Linked DNA regions of Sus scrofa: regions 1 and 2 are each linked to region 3. The links are chromatin contacts, called in public HiChIP or PLAC-seq maps. All regions are on one chromosome and are shown on one strand. Each heading gives the region's core, a stretch centred on a gene start, on an enhancer-like site or on the middle of the called end of the contact. The rest is flanking DNA. Distances are from core to core; before and after follow the strand shown.

Region 1 (5,007 bases), core at 12-2,511, 41 kb after region 3:
CACGGCACATGGAGGTTCCCAGGTTAGGAGTCTAATCGGAGCTTTAGCCACAGCAAGGAGGGATCAGAGCCGCATCTGCAACCTACACTGCAGCTCACCACAACGCCAGATCCTTAACCCACTGAGCAAGGCCAGGGATCAAACCTGCAACCTCATGGTTCCTAGTCAGATTCGTTAATCACTGAGCCACAATGGGAACTCCAAGCAATCTTAATTACACTTGCCATATAACCACACATTCTAGGGATGAAAACATTATCTTTGGAGGCTATGATTCTGCATATGCAATTGTATTAATCCATGTACTTATCTGTCTGAAAATATATTAACTAATATTTTCAATAGTATAAAAAAAACCCCAGCCCTAGTGTCCAATTTAGCGTATGGATGAAAAGAGGATTATTCACAGGATGAATGCTATGTGCCCATTAGAAGTCATAATGTAGGATAATATAGAGTGCCGGAGTGATGTTCATTATACAGTAATGGGGGGCAAGTCTATAAAAGAATATGCGCAAGAGATATGAATTACGTAAAACCAAACCCCAAACATATATGCAACTGACTAAAAAAATGTTTGGAAGGCTATAGGTCAAAATATTAAAATGTTTACTTCTCAACGGTGAGTTTAAATTTCTTCTCTTTTTCTTCACTTTCCTAAATGTGTATTACACATGGATTATTTTTTCGAAGAGAAATAAAAGCTGATCGAGAATGTCTATTTTGGACACTTTTCTGGTCAAGCGCCTCCCTGTTTTCTAAGCTTTTGATCAGACTCGCTCACACCCAATCCACAGGACTGTCCTCCTCAGCAAAAACATTTCAAGTCTGGCTATCGGTGACACTCAACCGTTTTTTCAGCCTGAGCTGTTCGCTCTGCAAAGTGTGATCCCCAGTATAGAAAGGAGAACAAAGCCCGGCAGCGAATCGGTGCTCGTTAAAACCGTTTTCAGGGCCAGGCAAACCCAAGGCACAGCAGCATCCCGCAAAGAATTTAACAACCGGTACCTTGGAAGCCAGATGAGCAAGTATACGAGTCTTTTATAATCTCACTGGCACATTTTAATGGTTTTAATTAATCACAGTTTTTAATACACACACGAACAGAACATAGGCATCTCCCACGTGCCCGCCCGCAGAGCGGCAGGAGAGTGGAGGGCTTGGCGTGGGGTTCTCGGACCAGCCACTCAGCGTGCCCAGCCAGGTCCGCTCTGCAGTGGTTGCCTGCGCTCCAGAGGCCCAACGTGGCTCCCTACCCGCCATACACCAGTTGAGCCTGGCCCCTGGCACCACCGGCCCGGTGTGAAGCTTTGAGGGCCGCGGCCCTAGCCTAGGGACGCGCTAGGATCTCGGGCTTTGGGAGCTCGGATGGGCGTGCCCCTCCGCACCTCCCCTAGACGGGTCGCGGGGATCGCGGCCGGAGCCCGCTCCCACCACCGAGAGGAGAGCCTAGAGTGGACGCGCCCGCCGCTCCTCCCAGCCTCCTCTATCCCGGAAGTTGACGCCGCGCTCCAGGTCGCGTGCGGCTCGCCGAGGGTATAGCATAGCTGTCTGGAAGGGCTGTGCTTTGCAAAAGGATCAACATGCCTGTGAGTTGTTTACTTTCAGGCTTCGCTTTGGTTTTGGCCGTCTCCATCGGCCGAGGGGTCCCTGGGGTGGGCTAGCTCGATGTCTCCGCGGGCCCCCGGGGTTCCCTGCCGATCGCGGCTCGGCAGCGCCGATCAAGCGGCTCTTTTCGCGCGTGGCGGACTTGTTGGGACTTGTCCGGGCGGCGCGGCGTGTCGGGCCCTGCTTGGGCGTGGAGCGCACGGTCTGGAGTCGGTGGCTGGGAGGGGACAGCTCCCGAGTAACTTAACTCTGCTCTCTTGGGTTCCGGTGCGCACCCGCGAGGCTTCTTGCTCTCCTTTCGCTTCGTGGTTCTTGCCTCCTCTGCCTTTTCCGTAGAAATTTCCTACTTGTTTCCTTTTTAAAAACTGTCTTCGCTGTTGCCATACACATTAACTCTATCTAGGACAGTCATGCGTCAGGCACTTAAGAGTTCTTGTCAGATCAGATGTTGAACCCTGGGGGCAGAAATCATCTCGATGTTGGCACTATCGGATCTACCTCGGCGATTTCTACTCTCGGCGGGTTCAGGGATCACGTTCTTACTTAACACCCGAGTTTTATTTTCACTGGAGACTGTTGTTAAAGTGAAGAAGAACGGCTCTGACCTTACCATATGTTTCCCGATCGTCGTAAAGCCCCTTTATGGGACTTGGAGAACACAAGCATTATAAAAAGTATTAGTGAAAGTTAACAGCCTTTAAACAATTTTATATATATATATATATATATATATGTAGAGAGAGAGAGCGCGCGCCTCTTCTGAGTATGACTGTTATTCTATTTTTGCATGTATATCTCGCCCATGATTAAATCTGCCAGAGTTGTGGTTTCATTCTAGTAGTAATAATATGCTTTTTTATTCAGTTGGCTAGAGATTTACTGCATCCTTCCTTGGAAGAGGAGAAGAAAAAACATAAAAAGAAACGTCTGGTTCAGAGTCCAAATTCTTACTTTATGGATGTAAAATGTCCAGGTAAAATTTCAAACCTTAATACTTTTTAAAGGAAAATTTCTGTAAGGATTATTTAGTGTGTTGTGTAGTGTTTAGATATAGGACCCTGGGTTGCATAGAAGTGGGATTAAATAATTGGAGTGTCATAAGGGTTATTTCCATAATAAACCACTGTGGAAACATTTGGGGGAGGGGTGTCAGAACATGGGACTCCAAAGCGGACATGATGTTTAACTTATTAAATCTTTAAGCTGTTCAGATGATGAGTTTTCTTTTTCAATATGCAGTGACAAGTATATTGATTCTTCAGTATAAAGCTGTGGGGCTCAACAGCATGGCCATTATTCAGGTGTAAACACTTCATGATTCTTTATTCGTATGTATTGGGAAATGATCATCACAATGTTTAGTTAATATCTGTCACCATGATTATAAAAATTTTTTTCTTATAAGAACTTTTAAGATATACTCTTAGCAATTTTCACATATTCAATACATTCAATACAGTATTATTAACTATAGCCACTATCATGCTGTATTTTAAAAAAAAAATTTTTTTTTAAGGCTGCACCTGTGTCATATGGAGGTTCCCATGCTAGGGGTTGAATCAGAGCAGCAGTTGCTGGCCCATACCACAGCCACAGCAATGCAGGATTCAAGCCTCATCTTTGGCCTACACCACAGCTCACAGCAAAACACTGGATCCCTGACCTACTGAGCAGATCCCTAACCTACTGAGCAAGGCCAGGGATCAAACTCCAGTCCTTGGCTCCTAGTTGGGTTTGTTACCACTGAGCTAACAACAGGAAGCTCCACCATGCTGTATCTTCACGTATAAAATATATACCAGATTTTGAAGATGTAGAATGGGGATAAAAAGCTTTGATTTACATGTTGAAATGATAATCTTTTTGAAGTGTTGAGTTCAATAGAATATATTATTTTTACCTTAAAAAAAAAAAAGATAAATTTTTTTGGGCCACACCCACAGCATGTGGAAGTACCCCGGCCAAGGATCAAACCTGTGCCATAGACCCAACCCATGCTGCTGCAGTGATATGCCCAACACTTAACCCATTGACCACAACAGAACTCCAAAATCTTGGCTACTCCAAAACCTTTTTAATGTAGCTACTAGTAGAAAAGTTTAAGCTGCATGTATGACTTGCTACTGCACGGCACTGAAGTTCCTAATCTTTTAAAGTTCCTAACCTACTACAAGGTCTTTAGTAGAAATGTGTTGAACAGGTGCTGGGATTTCCTTCTGCTTTTCATTTTTAACACTGCCTTTTTTTTAGGTTGCTACAAAATTACCACGGTTTTCAGCCATGCTCAGACAGTGGTGCTTTGTGTAGGTTGTTCAACAGTGTTGTGCCAGCCGACAGGAGGGAAGGCCAGACTCACAGAAGGTAAATAATTTAGCATTTGCTAACCCAGTGATGAAATTTTATGATTTCAGAGTCTCTCTCTTTACTAAAAATCAGTTTAAAAGAAATCTTAAACTCGTAATTACCAAAATAATTTAAAAAATTTTAGGAGTTCCTGTTGTGGCACAGTGGAAATGAATCCGACTAAGAACTGTGAGGTTTCGGGTTTGATCCCTGAACTTGCTCACTGGGTTAAGGATCTGGCATTGCTGTGAGCTATGGTGTAGGCCAATGGCTACAGTTCTGATTAGACCCCTAGCCAGGGAACCTCCATATGCCATGGGTACAGCCCTAAAGGACAAAAAGATAAAAATAATAATAATAGTAAATAAATTGCACTCTTTTAAAAAAATTTTATTGAAGTATAGTTGATTTAATTTCTGCTGTATAGCATAGTGATTCAGTTATGCATACAAATATATATTATGTATAATGTGTGTGTATATACACACACACACATACATACATACATATATACACACACACTTTTTTCAGGGGGGAGTGGCATATGGGAGTTTCAGGGCCAGGAATCAAATCTGAGCCAAAGTTGTGGCAGTGCCACATCCTTTAATCCACTGCACTGGGCTGGGGAGTGAAACTGCACCTCCACAGCAACCTGAGCCACTGCAGTAGGACTCTTAACCGACTGTGCTATAGCAGGAACTCCTGTGCTCTTTTTTTTTTTTTAATATTATTTTTCATTATGGTTTATCATAGGATATTGAACATAGTTCTCTGTTATACAGTAGGACCTTGTTTAACTCCTCCATGTGTAAAAGCTTACATCTGCTAACCCCAACCTCCCACTCCATCCCTCCCCAAAATAATATTTATATTTCACTATGTGCTGTTTTAGTAAAGAGATGCCCTGTTCAATTGGATAAGTTTGTACTTTTGACCTTGCAAATAATTTCTTTAACTATTACTTTTCTTAGTTTAGAATACCTAATTCTGTTCTACTTAGTTAATTTGCCAAACTTGGAATATTGGACATAAATCCGATTGGAGCAAAAGAATCAC
Region 2 (4,438 bases), core at 1,186-3,685, 40 kb before region 3:
CCGACTTGCACTCTAGCCCCAACTGATGAGGGATCGCAGAGGAGGAGGCAGCGCATCAGCAGCAGCAAGAACCACAGCCCATCCTGGCAGTAAGGGAGCAACTTTTTTTTTTCCCTTTAAGGACTCTACAATTTCAAAAATACAGCTTCTGAAGGGCATTATATTTAGGGTCAAAAAGCCCTTTGTATTTCAATAGCATTTTAGAAAGCATCATTTTTTGGCAGCACATAATACGATAATTCATGTTCAAAATGACAACCCTGAGTCATCCCACCTCATGAGCCATCCATGGGCCAGCAGGCTGCATGCAGCCCATCCAGCCAGAAGCACAGGCAACAGTCTACTACTCTCAAAAGATAAAAGCCCACTGTTGCTTCCATGTTGCTTGAATATGCCCTGATACTAATTTCTTGATGGCTTTAAAGAAGCACCAATTTTCTCATTAATATTTCTATCATAAAATAGAAAATCTAAATCATAAGAAAACATTCCCATGAGACCCAAAGCCATTTTTCATTCTGAATTTAAACACACACATTCTCTAATAGATTTTTACTTTTTCTAAATTGATTCTCACACTAAGAGTTGCTCATCACTGATACATATTATGTATCATAAGGAGGCAGGGAAGCAAGTATGAAAAGAATCATAGAATTCTAGGCCTGTAAAGTAGCTTAGTGATCATTTTGCCCCAGCCTCTCTCTGCGCCAAAGAAAACTGGAGGAGATGCAGCAAGACACAGCAACTTACCCAGATTCACAAAGCCCAATTCAGAATGGGGTTAGGACCAACTTTTGGCAGTTAAAGATCAGGCCTTCCTGAAGAGATTGTACCAGAATGTCCATGTCTCCCTGAGGAGGCCTCCTCTTGAAGGGCCATAGCAAAACACGAGCCACAAGAGAAATGCCCACCAGGAGGAAGACAGCATGCTCCATAAGGAAAGACCAGGGAGCAGTGAGCAAAAGCCATGTGTATCAACACTGAGTGACTCTCACAACAATGACAAGTGAAAAGAGCAACTGCAGAAATGCACAGAGTCAAACCATTTCTGTAAAACTTCAATACCAAAAACAACAGTATGTATCATTTATACATCCACCCATGTGTAATTAAAGTATTTTAAAATGTGGGCGTTCCCACATTTTACGTTCCCACATAGTGGCACAGCAGATTAAGGATCCAGCATTGTCACTACTTGTGGTGTGAGTTTGATCCCTGGCCCGGGAACTTCTGCATGTCGCAGGCGTGGTCAAAACCAAACAAAAACAAGTATGTTAAAATGCATGAGAATGATTATGAACAAAATCAAAATAGCTGTTTTTTTCTGGAGAGAAATAGAAAAGGATAGATTAGGGAGGGGTTCATGGAGACTTGGACTCAATTTATTATTTCTAAAAGTGAGTGGTGATACATGGACATGGGAATGTTTTATATTAGGTAGATTTTTGTATGCCTGAAATTGTTCATACTTCTAAAAAAGCAATGATTAGTTACCTGGAAAAATGGCCTAAGGAGAGAGGCACATGGCAGAAGAAAAAAAAAAAATTTTACAGGCATCTGAGAAGATTCAGCCTAGGGAAAAGCAAGCACCACTCCCTCTCCAACTTGTTCAATATACAGAGGGCCTTGGTGACCAGCTATGGGGGGATAGCAAGACCAAATCAGGTTCAGAAAGTGAGGGGGCAGATGAGGGGCTTGGGGTAGCAAGGAGTTCTGGCCACTCAGATTTCCAGTGGGGGTTCAAGGACATTTTCTTCCCTGCCTGGAAGAAAAGGAGCTTCCATTTAGGCCAAGGACCATCAAAGAATGCACATGTGGTCACTGCTGGCAGTGGCACTGTAGGAGGGGAACAAAGGAACTCTGATTTTCCATCAGAAGAGGTTCAGGCTGGGGGAATCGGGTGGGGCGGGGTGCCATGCACCTCTGAGTGGTTTTTGAGGCCTCTGTATGGTTCAGGGTAACCCACAGGAACAAGAGCTGGCAGAGCTGGCACTGGGGCTCTACCGAGGGGATAAGGGACTAAGCACTTGCCCAAAGCACTGCTTAGCAGTTAGTTCTCAGAAACCAGAGGTGTACTTGGAGGCAGCTGAGGGAGGGCTCGGCTAGTAAAATAAAGAGGAGGAAACTCTGAATCTGGCCCAAGTCCACAGTTAACAGACCTTAGAGAGAAAGGGAGCTTGGAATGAGTGGTCTTGTGCTTCCTTTCCTTCTGCAAATATGACATGATTTAACATGGAGAATGAACAGATGGACAAAGTTCTTTCACACGGAAGTCAAATTACTCAGCCAACAGATATAAAACATAACCTTCTCAGTTTCAAGAGAATGGGGAGGTGGCCAGGGTTTGTAAATGGGCTAAAGGGTACCACCGCTGGAGTGTGGGAAAAACCACGAGGAGAGACTAACTCTCTGGGGCCAGCCAGTTGTCTTGACCTTCAGCAAGCTGTGACCCGATGCATTTTTGCTCTGCGGGTGCTGGAGCTTAGAACACACTCTGCTCTCTCTTCATCTCAGGTTGCTTGGGGAAGTTTGCTGCCTGGCCCAGGAAATTTGGGGGTGGAGAAACAGTAGGGACCCTCCTTCAACTGAGGTTTTAAACATGAGATTCCCACTGATACTCTTCTAAAAGTCTTAATGTGGCTAAAGGCAAGAGAGCCATGGGGAAAAAAAATCAGATTTCTGGAACATTTAGCCTTTTGATGAATGGCAATGTAAGACTGCAATGCGTGGTTTTAACCCCATGACACACATCAAGCGAGAAAAAACAAGGGTCATCTATCCCCTCTGACCTACTTTAAGAAGCAGAAGTTTTAACACTGTGCTTTTACAGTTAAAAAGAAAAAAATGTACTTTGTTGCAACAGTACATTTGGGAACAACAAACATCTATGATTCCAGGCTCTCTGAATATGAGTTATGCAGTTTGTCTATTTACATTTCAGAGATATTCCATAAATAGAAAAGAAAAAGTTTCTCAAATATTGAAATCCACTTTAAAGAAATGCTACATTCATTTCCTTACTCAAGATTTGTATTATTAATGATGAGGATATAGTGTAGATGGATCCTGCCAGTTTTGAAACTTTAACAATCATATTTTGCTTATGCTTTTTCTGTGGACTTTTACATATGGAGAATAATAAAATTTTAGAGTGGTTGACTTTAGGATAATTAGGTAAAAATTCCTAATTGGAAAAACAGATTAGTGAAATAGGAAAAAATATAAGCCATAGATTGAAGCTTTAAAACATTATTTTTCCAAAATAAAGGACTTGGAAAAAAAAGTATAAAAGTAAAAACAAAATTTAAGCATGTTGTGACTCCGTGGTAATGAACCCAACTGGTATCCAAGAGGACTTGGGTTTGATCCCTGGCATCACTCAGTGGGTTAAGGATCTGGCATTGCTATGAGCTGTGTTGTAGATCTTGGATGAAGCTCAGATCTGGCATTGCTGTGGCTGTGGCATAAATCAGCAGCTACAGCTTCAATTTGACACCTAGCCTGGGAACTTCCATATGCCATGGGTTTGGCCCTAAAAAAAAAAAAAAGAATGTTACTTAGATTGAAAGAGAGGTTTATTTGTTTATTTATTTTTTATTTGTTTATTTGTGGGGGTTTTTGGGGTGGGGGGAGTTCCTGAGTCAGGAATCTAACTTGCGCCACAGGAGTAACCAGAGCCACAGCAGTGACAAAGCTGAATCCTTAACCCACTGACCCACAAGGGAACTCCCAACATTTTTTTTTTCCCCAGCCACACCTACAGCATATGGATATTCCCAGGCTAGGGGTCGAATTGGAGCTGCACCTGCTGGCCTACACCACAGCCACAGCAATACCAGATCCGAGCCTCATCCAAGACCTATACCACAACTTGTGGCAATGCTGGATCCTTAACCCACTGAGAGAGGCCAAAGATTCAATCTGCATCTTCATGGAGACAACATCAGGTTCTTAATCCACTGTGCCAGAGTGGGAACTCCCCAACATTGTTCTTTTTAAAATACACATTCTATAAGTTCATAAAAGCATTATTTCCACCAAGTAACAACTTTGCTGCATATATTTAGAACTATTCTTTGGGTTTTATGATCACTGACAGCCAAATATGTTAGTTTTGTTAAATCCAACATTGGAAAGGAGATTTTTTTTTTTTTTTGGTCTTTTTGTATTTTCTAGGCCTCCACCAGTGGCATGGAGGTTCCCAGGCTAGGGGTCTAATCGGAGCTGTAGCTGCCAGCCTACACCACAGCCACAGCAATAGGGGATCCAAGCCACGTCTGTGACCTACACCACAGTTCACGGCAACACCGAATCCTTAACCCACTGAGCAAGGCCAGGGACCGAACCTGCAACCTCATGGTTTCTAGTCGGATTCGTTAACCACTGCGCCACAACGGGAATTCCAAGAATTTTTTTTTTTCTTTTTTAAGGTAGACTA
Region 3 (4,723 bases), core at 301-2,800:
AAGCCACAAACATCAACCAGACAACCAAGAGCTACCATTCTTAAGGAGCAGGTCACTTGAATAGGCAGAAAACCAGCTCTGATTTGCTCTTCTTCAGTTTACACTAAGTTAAGAGATCCTGTTACCTGAATACATCTTCGAAAAAGTAGGAAGGACAGCTCCTGGCCAAGACTGGAAAAATCAGAATCAACTGAAAGTAACTGGGGGGTATATGGCATGTTGTGATCCATTTAGCAAGTAATAACTAAAACCAAAGGAAAATGTACAGGGATGCAGATAGAACCTAAGATCAATTCCTCAGCTGAGAAGTTACTAAACCTTCAAGGCTAAGAATTTTGAAAATTGTCAAGTACAGCTTCTCAGGAGATAGTGAAGGAATGAACCAAATGTTCCTGACCACACCATTCCCAAAGTCACCAATTCTCTTAATGCTGATTTAACACTCACAGAATAATTTAAAACTCCATAGACAGTATCCCATTACTCGTCATTTTCTGCTCTTTCTCCTGCACTTTATCCAAAGAGAGAAAATGGTAACCAGTGCTCCCAGTTACTGGAGAAAGTCCTACTCTCCATTTCCTCACCCTTTCCCATCTCTGCTCCACTCAGCCTCTCTACTGTATATTCTGCTTCCCTTTTTCCTTTCTGTTTCACACTCAGCTCTCCTTTACTTTCTCCAACAAGTATCCTCATTCTATTCTGTCCTCTGGTGTCCTAAACTCTTCTCCTACCTGCAGTTTTCTTCTGCCCCTTCCCATGATATCTCTGACCAGATTTCTTGTAACCAGTGCCCCTCATCGCTCACCTCCTGATCACTCATTCCCCTGAATCCTGCTCGGATTCCCAGGTTCTCACCTCTCTTGTCCCTTGTGTCCTCTGTCCCTTTACTTCATGGACCTCCCATTCCCATTCCCCTAACCCTTCATTTCCCCCTTCACATTTCCTTCCTCCTTCCTGTCTTTCAATCCGTTTCACACCCACTACCCTTTATCTCTCTCCAGGAGGTTTCCTGTGTGCCCCCCCCACACACTTTGTCCCTCTAAGACGCCTCCCTGTCACACTCCCAACTCTCTCATTTCCCCAAATACCCCTAGTCCTGTTCCTCTGGTTCCCCTTCCCCTTCCTTTACCCCCAAGTTCCTCCCTTCAACCTCTCCCCCCACACACCAGCTCATGTCCCCGCCTGCCCCTTTCCCACGGACCTCGCCGCCCTGCCGTTCCCAGGGTCCCCTCCCTGGGGCTCCCGAGCCACCCCCCCGCACGCTCTCGGCCCCTCGCACCCGCCCCCCATTTCTCACTCCCCGTCCCCGGCCGCGTCCCCTCCCTCACCGATGGTGGAGATGAAGGTGGTGTTGAAGGCGTCCTCGGAAAAGCGGAATAGGAGGCAGGTCTTGCCCACGCCCGAGTCGCCGATCAGCAGCAGCTTGAACAGATAATCATACGTCTTCGCCATCTTCTCTCTCCGGCCCTCTGACCGGGGAGCGAAAGGAGCGGCAGAGAGAGGCGGGGAGGGTGCCGCGGGCCAGGGGGCGTGCCCGCTGAGCCACCGATCGCCCCGCCCCTCTCCCCGCCCCCTTCCTCGGAGACGGCCTGCGCGCCCCGCCCCTCGTGACCAATCCTCGGGGTTTTCGTCATCACCGCCGGTGCCCCCATGCTGTATGGGATCTGTAGTTCTTTGAGGAGCTACGGGCGTTCCCCCGGCAGGCTGTCCCCGGGCCCCCAGAGGATAAAAAGAAGATCCGTTCTGGGCGGGATGATTGGGGATTAGGCGTTTCCACTTGAGCTAAGATGTGAGGCCAGGTTTCCAACTCCGCAGGTCGCGCCACCGGAACTTAACTTCGTCTATTCTTTGTGTGCCAGCGCCTTTCAATTCCAGGACCTCGGAATCGGAGTCCTTCGGTTCCCTCATCTCTTCTACTGGGACCCAGAACTGAGATGCTTTCTCTCCTTCACGCTGCCGTGGCGCAGCCTGTGGATTATCTGCAGAGCGCCTTATCTGGCTTTTCCTGCAGTTCCTGCCCAGCACCACGTCTAAGCCCTCTCCTGCAGACCCTCAGTTATAGAGCTTGAAAAGAATGGTTGCCGTTCTAACTTGAACCCCACTCCTGTTCTCCTTACGCCTCCAGAGCAGAACCAAGTACAGTGGGTAATTTAGAGGATCTGCTGTGCATACCGCTTACCCCACTCCCCCACCACCCGCAGCAGGATGGACCAAAAAAAAAAAAAAAAAAAAATCGGGGAAATGAAATTTTTAAGGCTTCTGTTACAGGTCTTGCCCTATAAAATTGCAAGCATCGTGCAATAGAGGAACTACGAACATGAGAATCTAGAGGATAAGATTTGGATTTTGTCTTGTTTCAGCAGCTTACCAACACACAGGCTCTCTGCACCTCAGTTTTCTCATCTGAAAAAACAAGCTGTTTCATAGGGTTGTAGGAAAAAAATAAGTGAGGTACTGAATGTGAAAGCACTTTGAAATCCTCAAGGCATTGTAGAAATGTCGGTGATGATGGTTACCTTCTTCAGCCTTCTGTGGTTCTCTCTTAATGGATGACAAATGGAGGACAGCAGCCTTCTGTTATACCCAACTTAATCCTTTATTTACTGTCTTAGACTATTATTCTTTGTTTTGTGAATGTATGGGTCCAGGCCTCTCTCACTCACTAGTGGCAGAAACCCAACCCCTAATGAGGAGGGATTCTGCCTTTTGGCACAGGCTGAGCCTCCCTGCCCCTGCCAGTTCTTGAACACGTCTGTGAATCTGGCCTCAGCCAAGGCCGAAGAAATGTGGACAGCTCAGTACTATACCTTCCTCTTCGTTCTGGAAAAGAGGGGAGGAAAAAAAAAACCCTTCAAAGACCACGGGAATCTTCTTTCTTTTATAAAATATGTAGTGATTAAAATAACTTGTAGTTGCTCTAGCTACACACAATCATTGGCATTCTCTCTCTGTATGAATAAGAACCCACTGACTTGGGAATTCTTTTGTGCTAAAGCGGGTTAAGGATGTGGTGTTGTCACTGCAGCAGCTTGGGTAGCTGCAATGGCGTGGATTTAATCCCTGGCCTGGGAACTTTCATATGCCGTGGGCATGGCCAAAAAAATTTTTTAAAAGAACACACTGATGTGGCAAAGAACTGAAATTCATAAGAGAAGCTAGGGTTAGGAATTTTAAAGTCCCTAAGTTTCCTTAGGGGAATTTTGTTAATTGATGGAAATTTTAAAAAGTTTTTTTTAGTCTTGTTTTCACTTCCCCAGTTTTTTCTATTAGCAAATATATATATCATTGGGACTTTCTAGCTAATAAGTCTATGCACCACTGTTGAACCATTCAAGCATTTTGATATATTGACACTACTTCGAGAAGAATATAATATTTTGCTTTTCTGAATTATGAATCTTCGTATTTAGTATAACAGCATGTTACTTAAAGATCAGATTTTGGTGGTAGTAACTACTACTGAATCAAGGCACTTTGCTCCAGAGACTGGACAATATGCATATTCGTATAGCTGAGGGTACCACAAGTACCTTCAGCTGGTTGCCACTTTCTTTCCTTTCTCCAAGTGGCATGTTACTGTGTTTTGAGAAAACCACATCAATATTTCTTGCCAGTTGCTCAAACTCACCCTTGCAATGCTGCATCATGCAGAACACTAGGCAGACCAGCACTTTCTACTTGATGCTGTAAATGTTTATTGAAGCCTTTGATAAGGTCAGCATGTACATGGCAGCTTGACTTACAGAAATCTAGCTGTCCAAGGAGTTTCCCCTGCTGCGGTTTTTGTCTGGTCAGCACTCTTTCTTCCTGCTTTGGGGAAGCTTCTCCTCCCCCACTGGTGGCTGTGAATTATGGTAAATTATTCCTTTGGCCACAGAGGTGGGCATATGGCCAGGCAAGGTCAAACTGAATCCTTCCTTGTGAATTTTTTAATGATGGTGATGATGCTGAAAGGACGTCTCTCTGATGTGAGGTCTATGTGAGCTTCAGGCTGGTTTGACCAGCGCTCTAGTTCATTTTCCTGTATTATTTTGTTACTGCCCTCCTCTATATGTTTACTTTGTTCCCAATCTGGCTTTCGTCATGGTAGCAAGGAGGACTGCCATGTTGCACAATTCCAAGGGCCATTATTCACTTCTTACAGTAGTTTATTCATCTCTGGGGTCTTTGACCCCCAAGAATCTACAAACATATTCGTGAGGGCCTGTGTGTTCTCTAGGCAAATCTTCAAATTAATTCGAGTATTCTTGAACTGGTTTAACTTGCTGCAAGAAGAGTTCCTGTTGTGGCACAGCAGAAACTTATCCGACTAGTAACCACAAGGTTGCAGCTTCTGGCCTCGCTCTGTGGGTTAAGGATCTGGCATTGCTCTGAGCTGTGGTGTAGATCGCAGATGTGGCTCAGATCCTGCATTGCTGTGGCTGTGGTGTAGGTCGGCAGGTGCAGCTCCAATTCAACCCCTAGCATGGGAACCTCCATATGCCACAGGTGCAGCCCTAAAAAGCAAAAAATAAAAATAAATTGCTAAGTGAGAGACATGTCACCTTTCTTAGTCGCTCATGTGAAATTAAATTTGATCCCTACTTGTCCAGGGCTGGCAAAACTGGTACCAATCATTATTAGGAATTTTCCTCCCCTTAATTGTATCCTATAAGAATCCAAGTGCTTACATGGCCCTGAAACACTAGGGGCAAATCAGCCTCTGGTCATCAGTCTGCTGATG

The links. HiChIP or PLAC-seq counts read pairs in DNA pulled down with a chosen protein or histone mark.
Region 1: a contact with region 3 is called in an H3K27ac HiChIP or PLAC-seq map of alveolar macrophages. The contact joins the promoter of RPS27L here to the promoter of RAB8B in region 3. A contact is called at or near these places in 11 of 47 Hi-C or Micro-C datasets (alveolar macrophages, blood, brain and 6 more) and 2 of 2 datasets of contacts at active chromatin or transcription factors (alveolar macrophages and skeletal muscle).
Region 2: a contact with region 3 is called in an H3K27ac HiChIP or PLAC-seq map of alveolar macrophages. The contact joins the enhancer-like site here to the promoter of RAB8B in region 3. A contact is called at or near these places in 4 of 47 Hi-C or Micro-C datasets (alveolar macrophages, brain, embryonic fibroblasts and 1 more) and 2 of 2 datasets of contacts at active chromatin or transcription factors (alveolar macrophages and skeletal muscle).

Annotation. Positions count from the first base shown.
Region 1 is chr1:108,880,069-108,885,075 of Sscrofa11.1, forward strand. RPS27L (40S ribosomal protein S27-like) reads left to right here and starts at 1,262. Exons shown (of 4, transcript XM_003480338.3): 1 at 1,262-1,589; 2 at 2,473-2,581; 3 at 3,859-3,969. The coding sequence starts at 1,584.
Region 2 is chr1:108,797,531-108,801,968 of Sscrofa11.1, forward strand. All of the region lies in intron 1 of RAB8B (ras-related protein Rab-8B), which reads right to left. Among named protein-coding and RNA genes, the nearest start is that of APH1B, 36 kb to the left of the region's middle. Within about 2 kb of position 2,436, at least 16 of the 83 cell types and tissues checked have an H3K27ac peak or open chromatin away from gene starts, as enhancers often do. A contact at or near this core is called in alveolar macrophages, where this site is marked.
Region 3 is chr1:108,838,672-108,843,394 of Sscrofa11.1, forward strand. RAB8B (ras-related protein Rab-8B) reads right to left here and starts at 1,551. Exons shown (of 8, transcript XM_001929029.7): 1 at 1,329-1,551. The coding sequence starts at 1,452.